4 separate regions of the Mus musculus genome follow, and all the other regions are linked to region 3. A link is a contact called in public ChIA-PET, Hi-C and promoter capture Hi-C data. All regions are on one chromosome and are shown on one strand. The core of a region is the stretch at or near the end of the contact, and the rest is flanking DNA. Distances in the headings are between cores, read along the strand shown.

Evidence for each region. Promoter capture Hi-C pulls out the DNA fragments that hold promoters and counts their contacts. Hi-C and Micro-C count contacts between places; a contact is called where the count stands out from the background. ChIA-PET counts read pairs in DNA pulled down with a chosen protein or histone mark.
Region 1: a promoter capture Hi-C map of hippocampal neurons shows a contact between it and region 3, with 2.8 times the contacts expected there. The contact joins the enhancer-like site here to the promoter of Polk in region 3. A contact is called at or near these places in 4 of 39 promoter capture datasets (cranial neural crest, embryonic stem cells, hippocampal neurons and 1 more), 2 of 484 Hi-C or Micro-C datasets (Th2 cells and nephron progenitors), 17 of 115 datasets of contacts at active chromatin or transcription factors (bone marrow-derived macrophages, craniofacial prominence, differentiating embryonic stem cells and 7 more) and 1 of 9 other capture datasets (embryonic stem cells).
Region 2: a contact with region 3 is called in an RNA polymerase II ChIA-PET map of memory CD8 T cells, with 84 read pairs. The contact joins the enhancer-like site here to the promoter of Polk in region 3. A contact is called at or near these places in 2 of 39 promoter capture datasets (cranial neural crest and embryonic stem cells), 3 of 484 Hi-C or Micro-C datasets (CD4 T cells, CD8 T cells and regulatory T cells), 8 of 115 datasets of contacts at active chromatin or transcription factors (bone marrow-derived dendritic cells, bone marrow-derived macrophages, embryonic midbrain and 3 more) and 1 of 9 other capture datasets (liver).
Region 4: a contact with region 3 is called in a Hi-C map of B cells, with 17 read pairs. The contact joins the promoter of Nsa2 here to the promoter of Polk in region 3. A contact is called at or near these places in 4 of 39 promoter capture datasets (hippocampal neurons, liver, neural stem cells and 1 more), 2 of 484 Hi-C or Micro-C datasets (B cells and CD4 T cells) and 1 of 115 datasets of contacts at active chromatin or transcription factors (the SCID.adh cell line).

Annotation. Positions count from the first base shown.
Region 1 is chr13:95,993,834-95,997,007 of GRCm38.p6, reverse strand. All of the region lies in intron 4 of Sv2c (synaptic vesicle glycoprotein 2c), which reads left to right. Among named protein-coding and RNA genes, the nearest start is that of Gm24032, 98 kb to the right of the region's middle. Within about 2 kb of position 1,512, at least 15 of the 459 cell types and tissues checked have an H3K27ac peak or open chromatin away from gene starts, as enhancers often do. A contact at or near this core is called in differentiating embryonic stem cells and hippocampal neurons, where this site is marked.
Region 2 is chr13:95,959,361-95,962,172 of GRCm38.p6, reverse strand. It overlaps Sv2c (synaptic vesicle glycoprotein 2c), which reads left to right. Exons shown (of 13, transcript NM_029210.1): 13 at 710-2,730. The coding sequence ends at 893. Among named protein-coding and RNA genes, the nearest start is that of Gm24032, 64 kb to the right of the region's middle. Within about 2 kb of position 1,517, at least 124 of the 459 cell types and tissues checked have an H3K27ac peak or open chromatin away from gene starts, as enhancers often do. A contact at or near this core is called in CD8 T cells, liver, memory CD8 T cells and 1 more, where this site is marked.
Region 3 is chr13:96,540,943-96,543,882 of GRCm38.p6, reverse strand. Polk (polymerase (DNA directed), kappa) reads left to right here and starts at 1,304. Exons shown (of 15, transcript NM_012048.3): 1 at 1,304-1,556. Cert1 (ceramide transporter 1) reads right to left here and starts at 1,148. Exons shown (of 18, transcript NM_023420.2): 1 at 624-1,148. The coding sequence starts at 719.
Region 4 is chr13:97,136,185-97,139,236 of GRCm38.p6, reverse strand. It overlaps Nsa2 (NSA2 ribosome biogenesis homolog), which reads left to right and starts at 1,311. Exons shown (of 6, transcript NM_021552.5): 1 at 1,311-1,482. The coding sequence starts at 1,480. It overlaps Gfm2 (G elongation factor, mitochondrial 2), which reads right to left and starts at 1,300. Exons shown (of 21, transcript NM_177266.5): 1 at 1,178-1,300.

The DNA.
Region 1 (3,174 bases), core at 263-2,762, 550 kb after region 3:
TATTTTTAATTATTTTACAAAGTGGGTTTCCATACAGCTTTTGCATACAACCTAAGCTTTGGTTAAATTACTCCAACCTTCCTTCTTCAATGTCCCTCCATCCTCAACTCCCCAGGACTAAAAGGTCAGTCAGAGACACCAGTTCTCTTTTCTATGCAGACACAGAGTTGTCTCTGGACTTTTCTCCTGGGTCCCCATAGGTCCACACTGTATTTTTAAGCTCACATTGATCACAGGCAGAATCCCTGCGTTTCTTGAGAAAATGCCACTGTTGAATATTGGTGCCTCTATAATTCCAGTATCCCTTTTCTTCCTCCAGGCACCTGAGTCACTCAAAAGTCAAAGGCTTAGGGCTGTGATTTGGGTTTGCTTTGTTTTGTTTTGGTGTTTTCATTTTAAGTGAGAAGCAATAAAAGGTTATGTAAAGTTTATAAATTAAAGAAATAATGTCAGAAGAGAACAGTGCCCACGAGCCACCTCCTCCTACCTTGTGTAACTACCTAAAACAGCATAGTGCATTTCCAAACCATGGCCTTTCTAGATCAGATAATATGTTTTGTGTGCATATAAAAATGACATCACTGCTGTCCACCCTGTCTAGGGGGGGGCGGGGGGCAGCTTCTCTTTCTCTACTGGGAGGTTTTCCGAGTTCCATCAGAAAGAGCTGCCTCATTCTTGTCCGACACGAGAGTGGTTTTTATCGTATGGCTGGCTGTGCCACAGCTTAGCTTCCCATTTGCCCACTAACATCATTATTTATATTTCCAACTTGACTTATTTTGCTACAAACAAGAGATGAACAGCTCTGAAGTAGTACTGCCCAGCTGCAAGTAGTTAAACCTTAGCATCACAGATGGCACTGGCTACCCAACCTGAGTCGATAGCCAGAGATTCACGTTTTACACTGACTGCGTAGTTTTTATATTTTATGCCCACGACGCATTAAGGATATAAATTTTTTATTTCCGTAGCAATATCAGAAACCCACCTGATCACTCTCACTGCAGAAAATGAACTCTGAGCTACTTTAAGAGAATTTAGCTGGTCTTTGTCTTATGAGAGATCAAGATGAAAACATGCAGATAATTTATTTCTTAGCTAGTCAGACTTGACATCCTGTACAATAAATACTGAAGAGTTTTGATTTCTTTTAGTACATTGGATCTCAGTCTTGCATCTAAAATCTCCTGTCTTGACAAAGACAGTTTGTTGTTGTTATTGTTGTTTTGGTTTGGTTCTTTTGTCTTTTGTTTTTTGTGTTTGTTTTTATGTTTTGGTTTTTTTTTACAATATTGCATAAGTAGTTACCAGAATTCAGGCCCTCAAACTGGATACTGAGATAGCAGGGCTTCCAGGTTAAAGCCTAGGGGAAATGTAGGCGCCAGTGTCCTATGTGTGTGTCATATGCTTTGCCTGCATTCCTTGAGCAACAGGCAGCTGGAAGGCAGCCGAGGAGGCAGCCATAGGGCCCTGCAGCGACAGCAGGGGGAGGCTGGCAAGGGCCTTGGTTATTATGCAAGATCCGTCCCTCTTTTCTTTAGTAGCACCACATTGATTAGAGCCAGGCTTTCACTGCCTTCTGTACCGCCCTAATTGAGGCCCTCCCTTGCATGGAATTTACATTATCTGTGGATAAATCTCACAGCGTGACATTTTAATGAGTATTTTAGCAAAATCCAAAGGACAATTAGAAACATCAACTTTGCAAGGGTCATTTTTTTAAAGACAAAATAATAATAAATGTCACAGTGCCAAACGATGAGATTTGGTTTCAAAGAATCCATTACACTAAGTGCAGACGTGAAACGCACAGCCCGTTTTCCCGGCGGAATGGGGTTCGACCCTACAGTCCTCTTCTTCGCCCTGCTTGGAGATTGTTCTGAAGCGTTTGCCTAGAGTTTGTGTTCAGATTTAAGCTTCCTTGAAATGGCGCTCAGGAGAGCTGAGCCACGGTGATGGCGGTCAGGGATTCAGTCCTTCGTGTCTTTTTGTCTTGTAAGGCATCCGCAAGGTCATTTCTCAATGTACTCATGGGTGCCTGCCATCCTCACAGGCCCCAGCGTAATCCTGTGAATCTTTGACTCTTGTAGGCATGGGAGGAGGGGCATCCATTTCCCTTGCCAGGACTCCTCCCACTACCCAGGACACGCCCCCTCTCTTCTCGTCGTCAGTTATACAATAATGGGTAAAGGGTAACCAGTCTAGGATGGCCGTGCCTACTTCGTAAGCACAGGCTTTAATTCTAACGTTGACACTGTACATAGCTCAAAATGAGGAAAGGAATTTATTTGGAATTTTGACATTGTCTGACTTCAGAAAAGTCATCCCCATAACACTAACCAGCTATTTGGGGGCACTGAGGTGACTCATTTGTCATTGAGCTTAAGGACCTGAGTTCAATTCCCAGAGCCCACATAGTAGAGAGAGAGTACAGGTGAGAAATAAATAAATAAATAATATAAAATGTAATAAAAACTTTACAAATAAATCCACACAAAAATCAACATATGATTCAAGTGTCTAAGTCTATATTTTAAAAAACAAAACTGATGCACATAAATACCACATATAAATGTCCATAGCAGATTTATTAATAAATACCCTAAACTGGGAACGTCCTTTAACCCACTAACATACATGACAATTTGTATGAATCTCAAATGTATCATGCTAAGTATAAGAATCAAAGTTCTTATTCACAAAGTTACATACTGGCCAGGTATGGTGATGTGTGCCTGTAATCACACCCATGGGAAGTCTGAGACAGGAGGATTGTGAACTCAAGGCCAGTCTGGGCTGCATAGCAAGACCTCATCTGGAAAACCAAGCATCAAAAACCAAGCATCTGCCCTGTGGTGTGACTCCATTCGCACTGCACTCTGAAAAGGCAAAACTTTTTTTGTTTGTTTGTTGTTTTTTTCGAGATGGAACTCACTCTGTAGACCAGGATGGCCTCAAACTCAGAAATCCGCCTGCCTCTGCCTCCCAAGTGCTGGGATTAAAAGTGTACGCCACCACTGCCGGGCTGACAAAACTCTTAAGACAGAGGAGAGACCAGTGGTCACCAGGTTGGCTGGAGGAAGAGTTGACCCTGAAAAGACAATTAGCATCAGGGGAGTCTTGGGGTGACAGAACACACTGGTCAAGTTCATAGACATATACAAATACATTTTT
Region 2 (2,812 bases), core at 268-2,767, 580 kb after region 3:
CTTTAAAGGGTCTGTGTTGCATAGCAACTCTTAGCGGTGGTGGGAACTCTTAGCTATGGTCGAAATGCACAGCACTGGATGCTGACGTAAGTAAACTACAGGTGCTGAGTCGCTGAGAAGCAGGCTGATAGTGTCTGACAGACGGCAGTTGTATTTTATACTGGAACAAAATTTGAATTTCCTTATTTCCTCTATTTAAGAGGTGTCACCAAGATTCTGGACACTTATAAAACAAATAACAAGTCACTTTTGTAAAGACTTGAGAGCCTGCTAGATCGCCCAGTCCCACTCCCTGGACAGAGGAGGTGGCCCAGCTTCTCCCAAGCTAAGCAGAGGCTAGCTGACTCCTACGGAAAGAGGCTTTAAGCCTGCTTTTATCCTGAGAGGACTTACACGGAGTGAAATTAACTTTTACTTAGTAGAACCATCCTTCCAACACATTGGACCAAGAAAGAGCTTTTTTTTCTTCTTCTGTACCAAAATAAGAGTCAGTAGAGTCGTACGTACGTCATCAGGAGACCGGCCGCAGCAGTGACAGCTGGCTTCTCTGCCTCCGCGTTTGCTAACAAGCATTTTAATTATCTGCTTCACTAACATACGGCACAAACCACGTAAAGACCATCAGGGTGACTGCGCAGAACGTGTAAGTTTAAAGCTGGACTCCCGAGCATCATTTTCTAAACCTTGACTGTGTTTCTGTCCCTTGCAGAGCAACGGGCTTCGGCTTCTTGAACGCCCTCTGTAAAGCGGCGGCCGTCCTGGGAAACTTAATCTTCGGCTCCTTGGTCAGCATCACCAAAGCCATCCCCATCCTGCTGGCTTCCACTGTGCTCGTGTGTGGAGGACTCGTGGGGCTGCGCCTGCCCGACACACGAACCCAGGTTCTGATGTGACGTGACAAAAGCCATTCCCTTCCTCCCACCGTGGGTCGGTCGTATTGCCTGACTCAAAGCTTCAGAGTTTTAATGTATAGAAAGGTGGCCAAGTATCAGAACACAAACTTTTGCTGTGATGTAACGTGTAGCTGCGTATTGTCTTACCCCGCCAGTGTGATTTGCAGGGTTTCCCGCCCCCCCTCCCCCCGTGCACTGTTAGCTTTTCCTAACTGTGATGTTCCTGCTTCTCAGTGCCCAGTGGAAGTGTTCCTAAAATGTCTCAGTTGACCAGGCTTCCCCAAGGACTACATTCACCAAGAATCTAAAAAGTCTGTGCTGGTGTAAGAAATAGACCCTGCTGGCGACGCTCTACTAACAGGAAGTTTAAATTGGCATAATTTTGTGCTGAGGAAAGGGATTTCTTTTTCTTCTTTTTTCTTTCTCTCTTTCTTTCTCTCTCTTTCTTTCTTTCTTTCTTTCTTTCTTTCTTTCTTTCTTTCTTTCTTTCTTTCTTTCTTTCTTTCTTTCTTTCTTTCTTTCTTTCTTTCTTTCTTTCTTTCTTTTTCTCATACCGAGTGATACTTCCTGTTTTCTTAGAAAAAAGACAGCCTGCCAGCCACTCTAGCTGTTACAGCAGGGGGTTTCAAGACAATTGTGTGACACCAAGCACTTCTGGGCGGGGCTCTTTTGGGCAGGATGATTAGGGTGGTTTTGTTAACAAGAAAAGTTTAAAGTCTATCCCCACTTGGCAACGAAACCCTACCTGAGCAGCACAAGGCAGATTTTTAGATAGAAATTGGAATTCACAACCAAAGCCATTTGGGAAACACAGACGGGAGCCTCTCTTGTACGGTCCCTTGCGGGTCAACACCACCCACCCTCCTTTGATCAACTGTCCACTGTTACATTTTTAGCCCAAATCTCCACATCAGGTCATGTCCCTCCAGTGTCCCCAGGCTGTGGGCTCCTAGCCTTGTCTCTGGACAGTTTTTGAGCCTGCCTGCTCTCCCCAGCAACCCTCCGGCAGGCAGGACAGCATTTCCTGGTGGGTGAATATCTGTTTTACCTCTGGAATCTTCCTGAGCATGGAAGGAGGGAGGGGTCAGCAGGACGTTCCCACGGGCCAGCTGTCAGCTAAAGGACCTTCGAGTCTCTTGCCCGGTGCCCCTCCCCCAGGCCCATCCTTTTACGCGTCTTTGAAATCTGAAGCCTCCTTGTAGATTTGCAGCCTGTGATAGCAACCATCGTAAGGCCTGTGTTTAAACAGCATTCTTTGTTTAACTGCCTCTGTCTTGTTGGAGGGGGAATCCTCTTTGCTTATTTTACGCTTTTCTTGCATGACCACAGCCCCGGGCCTTCCAGAAAAAAGGAAACTTCTGTTCCCAAGAATCTGTTCAGAGATGGCCCTGCTCCCTGGAGTCCCCTCTGCCTTGCCTCCCTTCCCCTCACATGTTCCCTGATCCCTCCTGGAGCTGAAATTCTGTGAAAAGCTCTTTGATTAACATAAACCATTAATCCACTGCCCCCATTAAGTAATGCAGGCGTGGTGGAGGGGGCAGCCTTGAGTTAAGATGGGAAGCTGCAGAGAGAAAGTGGTTCCCTGCAGATAACCTGAGTACTCAGAGCCTGGACATCCAGGCTATGAGAGCCAGAGCTGCAGAGCTGACCAGGGAATCTTCGAAGCATCATTGATTGATTTGAAAGACACCAATGAGGCAGGGCCAGAACAGAACTCGCTTCTGTTTCTCATCCCTGGGAAACAAATCTGTGTTTCAAAAACCTAAGGAGTATCTATTTTTTTTTCCATGCAGGCTCATTTCTCTCTCCTATTTGCACCATGGTTGTTTTCTTTTTGAAAAAAACATGTTTGAGGCCCAGAGCAGACCTTTTGGTTGAATGTGGCATGCAACAAAATTGCTGCAAAAGTAAGATATGAA
Region 3 (2,940 bases), core at 55-2,554:
CTCTTTTCTGAACTTGGACAAGGAGGGGGTAAGGTACAAAAGTGCCGCACACGCTTCCTACACCAAAGATCACTCACACCTCAAAGTTTACTATCTCAGATTTCAAGGCCAAACCCAGTCAACTGGTTTGCCTAAGTTACACCAATTAAGAGCCGAACAGCACCTGCCCCCATTCTGGTAGGGGCCTCCAAAATACAGTCTGAAAGGTCGATTTCACCGCCCTCCTGCCCAGCACTTCTTCAGACACCACGGGTTGCCCAACCCAGATTCCTACACCCCAGACAGCTGCGGCCTTGGGTTCCAAGTTACCAGATGCACCTTGCCTCCCGAACTAGATCACGGATTTAATACAAGCTTTCCAAGGTCCTCCGCCAAAGCTGACAGGATCCAGGAATTGGGGGGCTAGCGGTAAGGACAGTCCCAAGCACCTCCTATCCCATCCCTGGCCAGGCACTCATTCCAAGACGACCTTTCGGCCCCGCACCCCAGCACATTCCGCAGCCCCCGCCCCGGGACAGTCGGTGCCTCCAGTCCAGCCCCACCCCAGGTCCCGAGCGGCTCCCCCTCGCCTCGCGGCAGGTGAGTCCCGGCAGCGGATCCACGGTCCCCGCGGGGCAGCTCACCTTGCTGAGGACCCCGCAGCGCTCCACAGGCGGCCCGGACTCCGTCTCCGGATCCTCCTCCGAGCCCGACGAGTTCCAGCTCTGGTTATCCGACATGGAGACGCGACAGCCGAGCAGGAGACCGGCCCCCGCTCCGCGAGCTGCGCCAGTGCAGGCGCCTAGTCCCTGGGGTGAAGGGTCGGGGGATGGCACCGCCAAGAGAGCCCGCTCCGGGGAGTGAGGGAACAGGAAGAGGGACGAAGCGCGCCCGCCGCGCCGCCGCCGCCGCGCCTGACACCGAGCGGACCGGGGAAGGAGGACGAGCGGCGAAGAAAGCCTGCCCTTCCAGCCGTCAGCCGCCGTGGCCGTGACCCCTGCGCTGCGCCCGGCGCCGCCACCTGAACTCGGCCCCCTAGATGCCAACCTCAGTCAGGGAGGGAGGAGGGGAGGAAGACGGGAAGAGCCAAGCCAACGGCAGAGACCCAGATCCACTCACTCACACCTCCGCTACAGCCGCCATCTTCCTGCCGGGTCCACTATTTACCCTCCCTCCTCTCTCAGCTCCCTCCCCTCCGTCCTCCCATCCTCCCTCCACCCCGCCCCGGGCCCCTCCCGGCGGCTCGCGACGCTCCCTACCTCCGGCCCTCCCGGGTGACGACGGGTAGGGAAGGAGGCGGAGCCGGGAGAGGAGAAAGCTGAACAGGGAAGCCGCTGCGCTGCATTCTGGGAAGGCTGGCGCTCCGTCCGCCGCGCAGCCTCCTGGGAGTTGTAGTCGCAATCCTAGGCAACTGGTGTGTGTCCTGGGCGCGCCTAAAGGCTGGTTGCCTAGGGGAACCTTCTGAAGGCAAGTGGGCTTCTTTTGAGAGTTGCGTGCCCCTTTCCGTCCAGCCTGGCTTCCGATTCTGCCTTGCGTGTTTGTGACGAGCCAGCGAGCCGGGACGTGAGAACCCTCAGGTGAGGATGGTGGGCTGTGCGACGCTGCTTTCCGGAAAGCCCGGGAACATCTTTGCAACTTGCCTGGGCAAAAATGATAGGGACTCCGTCGCTTCACTCAGGTTAGGAGTTTATGATCTCTCCAGTCGCAAACTGAAGATTTGCTTCCTCTCTAAAACCGTCACTGTTAATTCCGAAGGACTACTGTCTATGTCTTCGGAAGTAGACTTAATATTTGACGTTTACTGCTGTTGGAGGAAGAATTCCTTCAGACTATTTTCTCACTGTTAATTTATAGAATTTTTATCTCGTGCAATTAATGTTGAGGTTGTCAGAGAACAAATAACGTTTAAAGAACTTCTTAAAAAGGAAATTAGGGTCATATTATATCCTGAAGTTTTCTCTTAGTTGTGAACAAGTATCTCCCCGGAGACCCATGTTAACCATCTTTTTCCTCCCCGGAAGACAGGATAACTTGGATAGAAACTTTCTATCATTAAGATCAAAATGCGAGTTTTACTAAATAATAAGGAATTAGGCAATAGGTAGCTATCAAATTCCTGATCATTTCCAACTTTGAAATTCCTTATTTAACTGCAGAAAGAATTTCTACCTGCTACCCAGATGGAAAAGTAAGAAATTTTGAGTGTTTGGGGGTAGGGTGGGGTGTTAAGGCACAATGACTAAGAAAAAACAAACAAACAAAACAAACAAAAACTCTGGGAGCAATCGAAGAGTCCTACACTCCACATGACAGGAAGTAGCCCTGAGAAGTTCTTGTGTAGAAGCATTCCTGGAGACTAAATGCAGTAGAATCTAAGTCTACTGTATGTCAGATACAAATGATTTTCCATCGTAAAATCATGACAAACATAACTGAAAGATATTCAAATGAATAAAACCTTAAGAGATAAAGATTTTAAGAATACCTTATCAGGGTGTTAAAACATAGCCCAAGGAGATATATGTACACACACACACACACACACACAGAGAGAGAGAGAGAGAGAGAGAGAGAAGAGGGCAAACCACTTTGTAAATTACAAGAGTATGCATTTAGATAGTTTGCTTTGCTTACTAAGTCAGATATGAATAGAATTTCTGATTCTTGTGCTAGGTTTTAGAATCACTGCTCTTAAAGAAAGTGGTTGTAAATATTGAGGAACTCACCTCACAATGCAATTTAGAATCACAGAAACAGTGTTATGTTTAATTTCTAAAAAGAACCTTCAATTTATTTGGTGACTCATTTAGGTTTTGAGTAATTGTGACCACCAACACCCAGCTCCTGCTTGCTCAGTTGAAAATTGCTTCCTTGTATTTAGTGTTAATGTTTGAGAAATTGCCTCCGTTGCATGGGTCCTTTGTACTAGAGGCTAAGATATTTTAAGTACAGGAAGATTTT
Region 4 (3,052 bases), core at 62-2,561, 600 kb before region 3:
CGCTAGCTCTGATTTAAACAAACAAACAAACAAAAACATTATACTATGGGGACTTAAATGATAGTTTGAAGCCCAGCGGTTGTGGTGCACATCTTTAATTTCAGCACTCTGGAGGCAGAGGCAGGCGGACCTTTGTTGAGTTTGAGGCCAGTCTTGTTTGCGAAGCAAGTTCCAGGACAGCCAGCTCTACACAGGGAAACACTATCTCGAAAACATCAAAAAAGGAAGGGATGTTTAAAAAAAAAAAAAAAAGCAACAGCTTGACTCCAAGTGCTAGGGCTTCTTGAGATGTACTTTTCAATTTTGGTAGTTCCAAATTGGAGCTAGTGAACTTCTGTGACTACAGTACAAGGATAAAACTGGGGACTGACGAGATGGCTCAGAGGTTAAGTTTGGCTGCCCTTCTAGAGGACCAGGTTCAATTCCCAGCAACCACTAGCCCCCCCAACCATCTTTTATGATTCAACACCCTGTTCTGGCCTCGGAGGGCACCAGGTACGCACTACACATTTAAAAAAAAAAATAATAAGGGCTGGTGAGATGGCTCAGTGGGTAAGAGCACCCGACTGCTCTTCCGAAGGTCAGGAGTTCAAATCCCAGCAACCACATGGTGGCTCACAACCATCCGATCACGATATCTGACTCCCTCTTCTGGAGTGTCTGAAGACAGCTACAGTGTACTTACATATAATAAATAAATAAATCTTAAAAAAAAAATAATAATAATAAGGTGGAAAAACCACACAGATTTCTAAAAGGTAAAAACTGCCCTTAATTACACAGGATTTCTCAAGAGCTTAGGGGGAAAGTCCTGGGCGTCCACAAAAACCAAGTACCTTTTGCTTTCCTGGCCTGGCCAGTAGTTTTATTTTCCATATAACATATCTCAACCAATTGTGCATCCGCTAGCAACAGGAGAGACAGAAACAGACTAACAAATCAGTCGCCCTCCATAATGGATGAAGCAACACGTCCGTGACCCGGCAGACGGGGCCCGGAGGCCGGGGAGTGCTCGTCTGGAACCCGCTGTCAGTAGCAGCTACGAGGTCAGCAGTGGCAGACCAGCAAGACCGCGGCACGCACAGGGCGCCTGGCTGGTTCTGCTAGTGTCCGCCGGGGAGTAAGAGAGGAACCGGCAACACGGTACCACATCCCACCACCTCAGACACCCTCATACCCGCAGAAGGAACCCGCGGATCTCCCAGCTTACAAAAGCTCCATAAGCACCTTCCGCCCTCTAAGCAGTTCCGGTGGCGTCTCAGCTAAAATTCTCCTGCTGTCAATTTCCGCCCATCTGCCTAGGAACGGAAAGACGTCACGGAACTGCTGTGCGGCGCTTGCGCTCCACTCGGCCTTCTTAAAGGACTACCCTTTCCCGTCCTGGGCTGAACGAGGCAGGCTCGTGGACCAGTGACATCCAGAAATTAAGAGTTTTTTGAGACCCGGGAGGTCGCGGACCGGTGCTCCGCGGCTGTCATCATGGTAAGGAGGCCTCCTCGGACGCGGGCGACGAAGGGCCTGGGGTTAGCGTGGTTGGGCTGTCGGGGAGAGAGGACCGTGGTAGGCGGAACTGAGATGCCTTGGCGTGAGATGCAGCTTCTGGACCCGGAACACAAATCTTGGGATGAGACAAGAGTTCACTATAAAAGTCCTGATCTTGCTACCGTGGCGTCAGTGCCAACCTAATGGAATGCAGTTGAGACTTGTGATAATAACTTTATAGTCGCATCACACCGTTTTAATGCTCAGTATACTATATTCTTTGCAAAAAGCCAAACAGCGAATGAGTTGCGGAACAAAACATTCTCTTTATATATGAATTACCAGACCTGCCATTCTCATTATACTGGATGTTTCTCTTCAAAGTGGAATGCCATAAACCTTCTTTGTAGTTGCTGCAAAGTTTATGTGATAGCAGTTGAAAACAACACCCATAAGGGTTTTGTTACCTAGTTTTAATCTCTGAGCTGGGTTTTGTGCCTGTTTGTTTATTAGGTTGGTTGGTTTTGAGGGTTCAAATCTAACTAGATGCTGACTACAGTTTCATTGTTAACAATGAAACAATTTAAAACACAAATGGGATCCCATATAGTACTGACAACATGCAAAATAATACACCAACTTTGGAAGATAACACAGCAGTAGACAGTTTCCAAGCAAAGGTCTGAATTCATCTATATTTATTACAACTTTATTCCTAATCACCAATGGAAAAAAATGAACAGTCCAGATATACATCATATGGTAAATGGATAAAGAAATGAGTTTATATCCACACACTGGGATATGGCCAAGTGCTATAAAGTACTTAAGAGCTGGTAGACATAAATGGATATATTCTAGTTAAAAAAAGCCAGATGCAAAAGGATGTGTGTCCTGTAGATTCTACTCACTGGGCAGAGTAAACCATACAAATATAAGGTTGAAGATGGGAAAAGAAGACCTTAGAGTAGCACAAAGGAACATTCTGGGGTGGAAAAATCAATATGCCATCTTGAATATAATGGATACAGAAATTTATGATTGGGCAGGAATTACAACTACACACCCACAACTAAAATTGGCAAATCTTGTTTTATGTAAATTGTGTTTTAGAAAAATAACATTCTTTTTTTTTTTTTTTTTTTTTGGTTTTTCGAGACAGGGTTTCTCTTTTAGCTCTGGCTGTCCTGGAACTCACTCTGTAGACCAGGCTGGCCTCGAACTCAGAAATCCGCCTGCCTCTGCCTCCCGAGTGCTGGGATTAAAGGCGTGCGCCACCACGTCCGATTGAAAAATAACATTCTTTTTGGTTTTTCGAGACAGGGTTTCTCTGTGTAGCCCTGGCTGTCCTGGAACTCACTCTGTAGACCAGGCTGGCCTCCAACTCAGAAATCCGCCTGCCTCTGCCTCCCAAGTGCTGGGATTAAAGGTGTGTGCCACCACTGCCCGGCAAAATAACATTTTCTAATTTAAAAAGACCTGAAAGTAATTTACCTTATTATCTAAAGTAAAAAAAAAAGCATTAAATCCTGTAGTAATCTTATGTTTTTAGTAGATTTTGAATAAATAC